Linked DNA regions of Mus musculus: region 2 is linked to region 1. The links are chromatin contacts, called in public Hi-C maps. All regions are on one chromosome and are shown on one strand. The core of a region is the stretch at or near the end of the contact, and the rest is flanking DNA. Distances in the headings are between cores, read along the strand shown.

Evidence for each region. Hi-C and Micro-C count contacts between places; a contact is called where the count stands out from the background.
Region 2: a contact with region 1 is called in a Hi-C map of liver, with 2.4 times the contacts expected there. The contact joins the enhancer-like site here to the promoter of Cpn2 in region 1. A contact is called at or near these places in 2 of 484 Hi-C or Micro-C datasets (the G1E-ER4 cell line and liver), 2 of 115 datasets of contacts at active chromatin or transcription factors (double positive thymocytes and embryonic stem cells) and 3 of 9 other capture datasets (adipose tissue, liver and pancreatic islet).

The regions. Positions count from the first base shown.
Region 1 is chr16:30,263,946-30,270,683 of GRCm38.p6, reverse strand. It overlaps Cpn2 (carboxypeptidase N, polypeptide 2), which reads left to right and starts at 3,152. Exons shown (of 2, transcript NM_027904.3): 1 at 3,152-3,227. It overlaps Lrrc15 (leucine rich repeat containing 15), which reads left to right. Exons shown (of 2, transcript NM_028973.2): 2 at 1-1,382.
Region 2 is chr16:30,409,295-30,416,032 of GRCm38.p6, reverse strand. No RefSeq gene overlaps it. Among named protein-coding and RNA genes, the nearest start is that of Atp13a3, 24 kb to the right of the region's middle. Within about 2 kb of position 3,227, at least 5 of the 459 cell types and tissues checked have an H3K27ac peak or open chromatin away from gene starts, as enhancers often do. A contact at or near this core is called in liver, where this site is marked.

The DNA of each region.
Region 1 (6,738 bases), core at 1,903-4,402:
GCCCCAGAGTGAGTGTGAGCTTGGTTCTGCTGGCTGTGGCTTGCTGGTAGGTCCTGGGGCGAAGAGAAGGAGCTGGGCCTGCTTTACAGCAGATGGAAGCTTGACACAGTACCGTGCTCCCAGAACTATCAGGCGCTCCTTGTGAGCTATGCCCATCCTCAGTGGGCTAAGGATAGAGAGAGGTAGCATCCATAGTATCCAGTGTCCCCTGCCAATCATAACCTGGAAACACAGGCTACATCTGACATTGACCATGGCAGTGGTGTACCTCACTGGCTCAAAGGCTGGCCTGAGGACAGCTGTCCTCTAATGACATGCCCAGGAGCTCCCAGGCAGTGAGCGAAGGCACAGTTCCTCAAAATCACATTTTCTAGTCAGGGAGAGAGTTGGCAGAACACTGGGTGGAGGGTCCTTTCCAATAAGGTAATCCATTTTGCTCAGTTCTTGGGCTGGAAAAAGCTCTGTGGTCCCTAGAAGTCTGTGATAGGGTGCAGAGTTCAATCCACTCGCCTCATCTGTTCAGTGCTTTCTAGACTGCCATCCCAGCCTTGTGCAGAGTGGGGAGAACAGTTGACTCTAGAAGGCTAATAAAGGCCAACCAGAACTAGCATGGTAAAGATGTTCAGGGCCTGGGTGTCCTTCAAAGCTCTTCCCCTAACCCTCTTGGCACCTTAGGAAACTAGTTCCACCATTATCTTTTGTGAGTCTTTTCTGCACAGTGCCCAACTTACAATCCCTGTAGAGGCTTCATGGGCTGTCTAGGGCTTTCATCAGGAGACTGTAGGAAACAGCTCGCAGTACAGTTACAGCTGGCTTCTTGGAGCATCTCACCCACAGCCATACAGTTTCCACAGGCATCGAGATGGTGGAATGGAAGTGTGGAAGCCGGTTCCAGCCTTGGGAGAGCATGAAGAACAGAATGATAACATGAGTCAGGAAGCAGGCCTTGCATGTGTCCTAGACTTAGCTATAAACTACTTAAAGATCTGTCCCCAGACTCCGAAGTCAGAGCCAGATCTGGCTGTGGAAGAGAATCTGGCTGTTGATGATTGCAGGAGGGAAGCCATTAGTGTTGTCTGAGAGAGTGTGCAGCAGGTAACTTCCATGTGGAGCCCCACCGAGTCAGGGCCCTTCTCCTAAGGAGAGATTGTTCTTGCCTCCCACTGTCTTTGCTCTGCCTTCTAGAACAATCATGCTTGACTTACTAGACAGTCTCCGCAAGTAGTCCCAGTTGCTTGGCAGTGCATTTAGAGATTTCTAGGCTCCCAGGGTTCTGTAGAATGTGAGCCCTGCTGGGCAGGTTTAGGGGAATCTGTCCTTTGCTAGATGCGGCTTGTAACAGATTTGGTGTACAGGATCAACAATAAACGGTATACAAAGGGCGAGTGTGTTCTCTGTGGACGTCTTGGTGTGTGGGTCTCCTGCCTGTGCACCTCACCCTTGTCGCCTAGATTATGAGCAACCTGGATGGATGGCTCCTCACAGTTGAATTTGGGTGGAGAACAGGCCTTTGGGGGAAAATGTGGCTGGTGGGGACTTTAAGAATAGGTTTGGCAGGACTGACAAATGAAAATGTGAACTCAAAATGAATTTCCCAGAGTCACTTTGTGATCTGGCCTTCCTCCCATAATCCCCCAGAGTCTACTGAGACAGGCTTCTGGAATTCCAGAGAATGGGGAGAGGGCTTGAAGCTGGATGCTTATTTCCTACAGGAATCTTTGAATCTCTTTATGCAAACATCCCTCCACAGTGCATACACATATGTGCACATGTCTGCACTCTGGACACTTGAACACACATGGATGGATGGTCGGAGACAGACAGACAGACAGACAGACAGACACACACACACACACACACACACACACACTCCCCCGATGCCGCCTATGGGAGAGAACACAACGATTTGTAGAGATCAAACGCCAGAATTCAAACCATGGTCTGGCAGCCAGATTCCTCTTGTTTGCCCTGACATCTTGACAAATAGGACATGGTGTGTTCCTTGAGGAGCCAAGGCCCTGCACCCACAGGGTATAGAGCTGTTCTCAAACATGGGTGTGAGTCTCCCAGGAAATGCAGGTCCCATGCCCTGCTGTTCCTTGAGGCCACCATCCTGCCATTGACAGGCCAGGCACCACATGGGGCGGATCTGGGTACACTAGATTCCTGGTTGTCTCCCTCTTTCTTTTATTTGTACTGAAAGAAAATGCCTCCTATTAGTCAGTCAGACCTTTGCAGGGTGGGGTGTCATCTGATCATGTGCAAAAGAAGTCATATGTCCTAGCAATCTTTCTAAAGGTGAACGATGGTTAAACAGCCTCAGATCACTTGGATGACAGACTCCCGGCACTGGAGAGTTACACTGCTTCTCTCGGTCATCCCTTCATGCCATATACCTCATATCATCTGAACACTCATATATAATCATACACACATGTACACACAAAACATTCCTTACTCAACCATACCAACCACACAAAGTTACTCTCATTTTTATTATATAGAACATATATGAGTGTATGTATGCATGCACACACAACTCCATTTACTATCACATGTTCAACACACACACGCACACACACATACCCCACTTCACCATTTCATTCATATTCTCACATGCTCACTTCACAAACATACACATCCCCAACTCATGATCACACATGCTCTGTTCACACACACACACACACACACACACACACACACACACACACTCATGTACACATATACACAATATATATGCCAAAAAGAGAAAGTTCATTAAACAAACAAATCAGCAAACACAAGAGACTGGTAAGTTCTAAGTTTCGTCTTAGTGGCAGGATTGAGTGCTGAGCAGGTAGCTGGGTGGCCTCTTAGCCCACACTTATGTTCACAAGGAAATGACTCTCATCTCAGTGTAGCCAGGAGACACTTTTTGTTTTTATTCTGGAGATACTTTTAATGGGCTAGTGGATACTTGGGGTCCCAGATCTGCCAAACCTACAGTCTCAGTTGGATTAGGCATCTGTCTATGGGAACCATTCAGGTCATTTTGTAATCTTTATAGGCCTTGCCCAAGTGACCTTGGTGACATTCCGGGAACAGTCGATCCCCATGAGGGGAGGAACCCTTCTCAGGACTTTGGTCAGCGCTGGGGCTGGATTTAACTGAGCACAGAGCACATGAAATTCTCCTCTGTTTCCGAGGAAAAACCAGGGCTTCTGGCCCCACCTGCCCAGCCCCTCACGGTAGGCCACCTGCCTTACTCCTGGGTCTGTGGGGATTTGGGGACATCTGGCTTAGGGTCCTGGCTGGGACACTGGAAAGGGACTTGTTGCTCTGGGAACAAGTAACTGAGTCCCCTTACCTGCAAGGGGAAGCCCTTGAGTGGATCAGCTAGCCTTGGCTGAGAAAGGCCAGGAAGAACTTAAGGTGGAGGGTGGCCTGGCCTGGCTTTCAGGGGAGCCAGGTGTGAACGGTGGCAGGCAGAGTGGTCACAGGCCATGATCCACCCTGGTTGGTGCCTATTGTCTGACATAATTAGTGCTGCTGTCTCTTCATTCCCAGAGTGTCAGACTTAGATGATAATGTTCACATTCATCCTAGAACTAAATTGAATGTTTGCTATTTGTCAAGCACCATGCAGTACTTTAAATGCACCGTCTAATTGGGGACTAATTTTAACCTTAAGGGCTCAGGTTCTAATCAGGGTAAGGAAATTAAGGCTTTGATAGATGGCAAAGGGGAATCCTTGGAGCCCACACAGCTAGTAAGTACAGTGTCTGGATTTGAACGCAGAGCTGGCTATTCCAACAGAGCCATAGTGCTTCTCCATTAAGAGAAGAGGAGCGGTCATGGAGAGCCACAGGCATTCCGTTCCTTCAGCTTGGTGCCATCTGTTTGGCCAGCCCTGGCCCAGGTGCTGGGATGCAGAGCCAAAATACTGCAGCAGGGGCCTGACCCCTGGGGTCTCAGTCGGGATACAATCTACTAGAACACAGAGCAGAAGGACCCCGTGCTTAGCAAAGAACACCAGTGACCTGCCAGGTGAAGGAGGGACAGTCCAGGAAGGCTTGCTGGAGACTCCTACTGTTCTGGGAGGGTGGGTAGAATAGGAGCAGGCAGTGGGAGGGAGCAGTAGGCAGAGACATACCGCAGCATCACCAAGGGGCTGGAGGCATGGCCGAGCTGGAAAGTGGTAGTATCTAGTCCCACCTTCTTATGTCACAGTGCCAGCTTTCCCATAAAACCAACACAGCAAAGAGCCAAGCCCCCGGTCCTTGGCAACGCACTACAGACAAGGAGTGCTGCTGCAGGGCTCTGGAATTGTTGTCTGTGGGTGGGGTCAAGCCTCACAGCTTATGGGGTGGGGATGGGAGCCCTGGGACCTACCTGTGCCTAGTGTTTTATACTGTTAACCTACGTCTTAGAAAATAGCTTTCTTCTTCATCTTAAAATAGGCTCGTGTTTATTATGTTAAAATATTTTAAAATGTGTACGTATTTTAAAAGCAGAGCCAACGTAGATTTATTAAGGAAAAGTAAGAAAGAACCAAGAGTGAGAGGGGAGTCCAAGGAAAGGATGCCCTGAAACGCTTTTTTAAAAATAGAAATTTTTATTTATTCTTTGTCAATTTCATGCATGTGACCAATATATCATGATCATCTTGATCATATCCGCTGCCAAGCCTCCTCCTTGATAGTTTGTTGCTTTGGTTTCCTTTCAGGGCCACACTAGCAACAGTAAATCTATGCTTTAGGTGTCAAGACTGTGTAGTCAGCGCGGTTCTGGATTAGCCAATGCAGAGGCAGAGCCTCAGTGTTTGCTCTACTGCCTGGGTCTCAAGTAGGCCTGGAGGTGGGGTGGGGTGTCAGGGAGGGCCTGTGCAAGGTGCCAATCTACACTTCCTGTGGCCTTCAGCCCTTTGATTAATTTTGCTGACTTAGAGGAAATGAGGTCAGGTCTGAGGATCAGCCAGGGGCACAGCCCAGACGTTCTTCTTCTTGTTTCCCAGGGACCTCGGAACAAGTAGTGGTATCCAGCCTGCCTGTGAGGTGGATCCCAATGCAGGTGGCACCAGGCACACTGGGGTCAGAACTTGGGCTCCTAGCACCCTGGGAAGGGAGGGGGGCTTGGCTCTGTGATGGTTGACAGGTGGAACAGCTTGGGGGCACATAGGAATGTACCACCAAGGGAGGATTTGGAGAGGATGAAGGCTGTTGCCGTCAGTCAACCGAAACAGATGAATAACACACACATTTCAGAATGGAGGAAAGGCCAGGTGCCCCTCACTTGCTGGAGCATGGGGCGCTGCTGTGTTCGTTCACTGGTCTTTCTAGGTACATAGCATACACCTTCCACAGCCGTGGCCTCTGGTGCAGACCCCGTGCTGTGTCTGGAGTGGGAGTGCCCTGTGACTTGTTCTTCTGAGGGAGGACTAAGGGACCCAAGCCAGGGATATCAAGCCAAGACTGTGATATGCCTTTTTTTTCTCCACTGAGAAGGAAAAGTGTTAGGACTGGGACCGTGGGGATGGCTTGCTCTGCTCCACATGGAACAATCCTGTAAGCGTATCAGTTTTTCCACAGGAAACCTCGAATGACATCTGACCAGAGCTGATCCTTGCCACTCTCAGACCAGATGATGTACAACATACCCAACTCTGGGCTTGGGGCTGTCTCTGTATTTTCTTGTTGTAGCCCTCTGAGACCCCCCCCCCCCACACACACACACACATAGAAGGTAGTCTTGTGCTCACTGGGTTAACGATGAAGTGACACACAGAGAGATTACATCACTTAGTCACAGTACACAGCCAGTCAGAATTTGAGCCCATACTGGCTACAGAGTGCTCACTTTGGGTTACTTTGCAGTGGGGATGAGTCTTGGGCTGGCAATGGATCATTTATTTTCTTTCCTTCCTCCTTTCTTTCTTTCTTTCTTTCTTTCTTTCTTTCTTTCTTTCTTTCTTTCTTTCTTTCATTCTTTCATTCTTTCATTCTTTCGTTCTCTCTTTTTAAAAAATATTTATTTATTTATTTATTTATTTATTTACTTTTATGAGTACACTGTAGCTGTCTTCAAATACACCAGAAGAGGGCATCCAATCCCATTACAGATGGTTGTGAGCCACCATGTGGTTGCTGGGAAGTGAGCTCAGGACCTCTGGAAGAGCAGTCAGTGCTCTTAACCGCTGAGCCATCTCTCCAGCCCCCGGAACATTTTCTTTCTGTGTCTCCATTCCATCCTTGTAGACTAAGACAAGGGGAACTAAACCCAAGAGCGCCCTGTTCTGACCTAAGGACACCCCCAGGGACTGAGAGGGTGACAAGGTTAAGGACACATGCCTATCTGCATAGCTATCTTAAGCCTTGCCTCAGGTACCAGCACCTGAGCTGGAGTGGATAGCTCCCTGGAGCCACTGACCCTAGACTGACCCTGCCACAGGGGCCCATGCCCTTTGCTTACCTGTGGAGCACTGAAGGCAGCTGAGACCCAACCCAACAAGATTCAGGTTGAAAGAGACATGGACAGACAGACATGGGATAACTCTAGACCTGTAGCTGTGAGGAATGAGCCTGCCAGTCCCTACCTATTCTCTGTCTGATACAAAAGCCTTGTGGGATCAGCAGAGATTCTCAGAGCACAGACATAAGCCTGACCCTGACCCCTTAATATCTGAGTCTCATGCTGTAGGAGTCCTGATTTCCCTGCTCTGGTCTTGTCTAGGTTTCAGGTTTCAGGTTTGAGAAAGTTGGG
Region 2 (6,738 bases), core at 1,978-4,477, 150 kb before region 1:
ATAGTCCTAATTCAGAAGTCCCCCATTAGCCCTGCAAAGGTCAACTGAGGCCAAAGAAGGCAAGTCTTCCTTCTCTTTCCCTGTTCCCTCTATAACTAGGGCAGTCTGCCCGCTGATGTAAAGCTGACTCTCAGCTCGCTGGAGTGTAGAGTTAGAGATCTCCCCTCCTCAGCTCTTTTCAGAATGGCAAGCGGGGCTACTTTCCCCAAGCTGGTTTCTCTGCCTCTCTTTTAGTCCACTGACCTCACACCTAACATCTTAACACCTCCCCCTCCCCACCCCCAATTCTGAACTGGTGAATGGGGTCAGTGGGCAATGGTGCTCTCCACATAAGCTTGGTACCCTGAGTTCAATCTCTGGAACCCAGAAGGGGTGGAAGGGGAGAGCGATCCTCTGACCTCCACACACAGACAGACACGCTAATACTGAGTAAAATTACACAAGCTCACTTCTGGGCTCAGGGAGAAGGCGCAGAGGTAAAGGTGCTTGCTGCCAAGCCTGGCTCCCTGAGTTCCTTCTGCAGCACACATGTGGTGGAAGGAGGGATTTGATTCTCACAGGTTATCCTCTGTCCCTCACACATGTGTATATATGTGTGTGCATGCATAGGCAACTAGCAGACATGCATAGGCACAAGGGTGGGGTGGGGTGGGGGAGTACACACTAAATAAATATAATTAAAACCTCACTTCTGCTTTTTTGTTTGCTTTGTGATCTCAGACATATCATTTAACTCCTCAGGGCCTCCATTTGCTCATCTATAAAATGGGGGCAGAAAAGGCATCTGGGGTGCAGAACTTTCTAAGGAGTGAATGAGATATGCTAGCTTTCCATAATGATGAAAATACTTGAGATGAGTCAACTTACAGATAGAAAAGATTCATTTGGCTTACAATTTTAGAGGTGAGTTCAACACCTTGCTTGGGTGAGTGACAGCTCCTTGCACATGCAAGCAGAAACCTCAGCTCAAGGAAGGGGCCCACTGTTCCTTCCTTCCTTCCTTCCTTCCTTCCTTCCTTCCTTCCTTCCCTCCCTCCCTCCCTCCCTCCCTCCCTCCCTCCCTCCCTCCCTTCTTTCTTTCTTTCTTTCTTTCTTTTGCATTTTTCCATGCTGGGATGATCTGAGCCTTAGGAAAGAAGGCAGTCAGTCCATTCAAATGGGCTGATATGTAGTCGTGGTGCTTTATTGAAAAAGACTTTGGGCTGGGCAGTGGTGGTGCACGCCTTTAATCCCAGCACTTGGGAGGCAGAGGCAGGTGGACTTCTGAGTTCGAGGCCAGCATGGTCTACAGAGTGAGTTCCAGGACAGCCAGGGCTACACAGAGAAACCTTGTCTCGGAAAAAAACAAAACAAAAAACAAAAAAGACTTTGGATCCGGCCTCCCTTTTGATTCCCAAAGGGCAGTCTGGGAACCCTCTCCCCATAGATCTCCTGGAACAACCTCCTAGATAGAGACTGTCATTAAACATGATGTCGCTATCTCCTCATCTCCGGCCAGGATGCACCTGCCTGCTTCCCCACTGTTCCTTTCAAAGCACATCCTTGGTGACAAGCAGACCTCTCTCTAGGACCCCTCCTCCAAGGTTTCTACCACCTCCCTGTTGCATCCTGACCTTTAACACTCCAGCATTGGGGGACATTATACAAATGTGGTGGCCACTTTACTGATGTGGCCTATGCTCCTATGGTCAATATGTTAGCCACATCGATCTCCCAGACTGGAGAGAGGGCAGAGTCAGAGAGATCAGCAGGAGGCAGGGACAAAAATCAGCATGGCCAAGGCCATGGGCAGATGCTTGGCTCATGTGATCACACACACACACACACACACACCCCACAGCACAAATAATTTATCATGACTCTTAGATTCCCAATCTTACTAACTAGTAAATGCTATTGGTGGAAACATAGTATCTAGGAGAGGTCCTACTTGGGAAGCATCAAGCCACACTTTTGGTGGTGCATGGTAGCACACACTCTGTCATCCTAGCACTCAGGAGATGGGGGCAGGAAGTTCAGGAATTCAAGGCTATCCTCTGCTACATAGTAAGTTCCAGGTTAGTCTAGGCTACATGAGAACCTGTCTCAACAAACCAACCAACCAACCAACCAGACAAAAAACTAGCTAGGACCAATGGTGATGGAAAACCTTGACACCTTGCACAGGTGTGAATAAAGAGAGAAAAGACAAAAACGGGGTTGGTGAGATGGCTCAGCGGGTAAGAGCACCTACTGCTCTTCCGAAGGTCCTGAGTTCAAATCCCAGCAACCACATGGTGGCTCACAACCATCTGTAACGAGATCTGATGCCCTCTTCTGGAGTGTCTAAAGACAGCTACAGTGTACTTACATATAATTAATAGATAAGTGAATTTATTTAAAAAAAAAAAAGACAAGAATGATGACTCTGAACTCTTTGCTTTTGTCTCTTTGGCGACCCTGGGTTCTGTCACTAGCTCCCCGGGTTGTCTTGGCCAAGCTTTCCTCCCTTCTTTCAGCCTCAGTTTCCCCACAAGACCAATGAAGTGTTTTACATTTGGCATTCTCGTCAAAGCAAGAGTTTCCCAGTTTCACATGGGGTACCTTAGAGTCCTGCCCCCACCCCACCATGAGCACACCCAAGGGACCATGCTGAGGCCTGGTTTTTAGAACTCATTTTTTTTCTATCTATGAGTGAGAAGAAGGTAGACCTACTATGATTACCAGACTGACCTCAAATTCCTGTGCTTAATAATCCTCCTGCCTCAGAATTCCAGTTACTGGAATTACTGTACCACACTACAATGCCACAATGCCTGGCTTCTTGTGGATTCTTTTTGAAATCTGGGGTGACCAATGGACAGAGGCAGCTATATAGAAGAGACCCCACACACACCCATCACACACACACACACACACACACACACACACACACACTTTTTCATGTTCCCTTCCATGTGGCACTCTGAAATAGCTCCCTCTGCAAGGCTTCCAAGATCGTCTCCCATGGATCGACTCTCTTTCAAGAAACTTTGGGAACTGGAACCACAGAACATCGTGTGCAGTGTTGTTTGACTTAGCCTGGCTGCCTTCCACTGGCTGGTTCCTGCTCTGCTTTGTTTTTTTTTCACAACCTTCTGAAAGAAAGGGGAGGTTGTTTCAAAAGTTCACTGTCCTTAACCCTGGCACCAGAGATGGAGACCTGTGAAACCAGAACCTTGATGGACACAGTCCAGCAGAGCCTGTGTGTACCAATGGGTGATGGGGGTGGAGTGGGGAGAGAGGTACAGGGGAGGCAGGGACAGAGCACCACCTATCCAGGTGTGGGCCTGCCCCTGGCCTCAGGCAGGTACAGAGAGCCTCCATCCACAGCAAAGTCTCATATCAAATAGAAAAGGATAAGAAAGGGACCATAGTGGGTTGGAGAGATGGGTCAGTGGTTAAGAGTACTGGTTGCTCTTCCAAAGGACCCAGGTTCGAATCCCAGCACCCACATGGCAGCTCACAACTGTCTAATTCCAGTCTGGGGAGTCTGACACTCTGGCAGGGCACCAATGGAAAAATTTTAAATTGAAGAAAGAAAGAAAGAAAGAAAGAAAGAAAGAAAGAAAGAAAGAAAGAAAGAAAGAAAGAAAGAAAGAAAGAAGGAAAGAAAGAAAGAAAGAAGAGGGGAGGGGAGAAGAGAAAAGAAAAGGAAAGGGAAGGGAAGGGAAGGGAAGGGAAGGGAAGGGAAGGGAAGGGAAGGGAAGGGAAGGGAAGGGAAGGAAAGGAAAGGAAAGGAAAGGAAAGGAAAGGAAAGGAAAGGAAAGGAAAGGAAAGGAAAGGAAAGGAAAGAAAAGAAGAGAAAGGAGCCATGGTAGCATCCTACATTTCTAGAACTGGGGAGGTTGAGGAAAGAGGATCATGAGTTTGAAGCAAACCCTGTTTCAAAATACATTTGCAAACAATATATTAAATACACCAGCCTGAAGAAGACAAGAATGAACATTTCATATGTTGATGCATGCCAATCAACTGATATGAAAGCAAACGCCTGAGGGGACACTTTTTCAAACAAAAAGCCGATTACACACACAGCAGACAGAATGGTACTGGAGAGACAAGATGCCTTCTTCTCCATAGTTAATCTCTGTGCCCTCACCACCCCTGAAAGCTATCAAAACTTTGAAGAATCCAAAACAATTGCCCCAGACAATCTTAGGAGCCAAATGACCACTATCTTCTTTAGATCAGCTGATGGTCACAGCCTCACTGTTGACCATTGATCTTCCTTCATAGGAGGAGGGGGAAGCCCAGAGCAGTGAGGTGTCATCTCCACATTAGTTGTATGCAATTCTGCCCCAATTGCACATGGCTTCAGAGAGCAGCCAGAGCTGCAGTTCTCGCCCTGTAGGTCTCGACCCTTTTGTGGTCTAGTATCAGATATTTACATTAAGAGTCATAACAGCTTGTCCGTGGGACCTCAGGGTGGAGGGGATCTGCTTGCATCTCCATCAAGTAAGGAACTGTAACAACAAAGCTAACTCTAATATGCAGCTATTAGTAGCTATTTGCTATTATAGTGTGTGTGTGTGTGTGTGTTGCACATGCCGTGTTCATTTTTAAGTCAAAGGACAACTTATGTGCAGGAGTGAGTTCTTTCTTCCCACCACGTGGGTTCTAGGAATTGAACTCAGGTCATCAGGCTTGGCAGCAAGCATCTTCTCAGCAGTTATTTTTAAAACTCTGCTTGGGATGGGGATGTAGCTCAGTTGATAGAGTGCTTACCTAGCAAGCACAAAGCCCTGAGTTCGGTACCCACCCAACACTCTGAAAGTAGGTCAAGGCAGGTCACCCTGAGACCTAATCTCCAACAACAAGGGTGATGGAGAAATGGGTGATTAAAAGAACTTCCTGCTCTCGAAGAAGGTTTGGTTTCCAACACCCATATCAGCTGGCTCACAGGCATCGGTAACTCCAATTCCGGGGAATCTAATGCTCCCCACCAGCAGCTGCTCACAAGTGGTACACACAAAGGCATACACACATGCACATAAATATAAATAAGGAGGTTGCCTTTTTTTTTTTTTTTGGTTTTATGAGACAGGGTTTCTCTGTGTAGCCCTGGCTGTCCTGGAACTCACTCTGTAGACCAGGCTGGCCTTGAACTCAGAAATTCACATGCCTCTGCCTCTGCCTCCCAATTGCTAGGATTAAAGGCGTGCACCACCACGCCCGGCTAGGAGGTTGCCTTAGTCAGAGTCCTCTAGAGGAACAGAACTTATAGAATTAATCTGTATATGAAAAGGAATTTATAACTACAGACTGTATTCCAGCTAGTCTAGTGATGTCTGTCTACCAATAGAAGTTCCAAGAATCCAGTAGCTGTTCAGTCCATGAGTCTGGGTGTCTTGGCTAGTCTCCAGTATGCACTATAATCCTGAAAAAGTAGACCAGTGAAGGAATGGACTTGCTAACTAGAGAAGAAAAAAAAAAAAAAAGGCAGGCAAAGAGACCAAGCTTCCTTCTTCCATGTCTTTTATTTAGGCTTCCAGGAGAAGGGGTGGCCCAAATTGTAGGTGGATCTTCCCACCTCAAAAATCCAGATTGAAAGTGGATCTTTCCACTTCAGATTATTTGACTAAGGAAAAATAAAATCCCTCATAGGGGTATCCAGCCATGTGGGTTTTAGTTAATTCCTGATCAAGTTGACAACCAAGAATGGCCACCATAGAGGTCTCAGTAAGACAGCAAAAACAGAAAGCTCCAAGATGAAGCAGCAGGCTAATTACTGGCAGCCTGAGCCTGGTGACGAGTGTTTGATCCCACACAGAGGTAGAAAGGAAAGAGCTGACTCCACAAGTTGTCCTCTGTCCTCTACATGCACGCCATGGCACTTGGATGTCGACACATATAATAATAAAAATAGAGGGCTGGAGAGATGGCTCAGTGGTTAAGAGCACTGACTGCTCTTCCAAAGGTCCTGAGTTCAAATCTTATCAGTCTGGTAATCATGGTGGCTCACAACCATCTGTACAGCTACAGTGTACTCATATACATAAACAAAATAGAACCACCAACCAAGGAGTACTCAGGGGCTGGACTTAGGCCTCCTACACATTTGCAGCCATTGTGCAGCTTAGTCTTCACGTGGGTGCCCTAACCATTGGAGTGGAGCATCCTCCACTGACCTGTCACCTGCCCTTGGGATTGCCTTCCCCTAACAGAACTGCCTGGCTGGGCTCAGTGGGAGAGGATGCGCTTGGTCCTCCTGGGACTGGATGTTCCAGGGTGGGGTGGAGTGGGGAGGGGGCTTCTCTTTCTCTGAGAAGGGGAGGGAGTAATGGAAGAAGGGACTTGTAAGGGTGGGACTAGGAGGAGGGAGAAGGGACTGTGTGTAAGTGTGTGTGTGTGTGTATGTGAGACTAGGATGAAAAATATTTTAAAAAATATCAAATACTTCCCCCCCCAAAAAAACCCTCCATTTCAGTTTGAAAATAAATATGAATTGCATCCTTAGAACACTGATAAACAATAAATAAAATTCATCCAATTTTCTTTAAAATGTTTTGTTTATTATGGTTTGTGGAGGGGGATCTGTCCATCTTGCCCAGTTCTCCTCTGTGTTTTATTTGCAAGGTATGTCCTGGTTTCTCTGAGGGCAGTTGATGGGTCAGGTACCCCGATCTTCAAGCAAATTTGAAAGGACTTAGTGAAACCTAGCACAGGAGGTCCAGGGATGATGGATACAAGTGCACCCAGGGTCACAGATGCAGATGA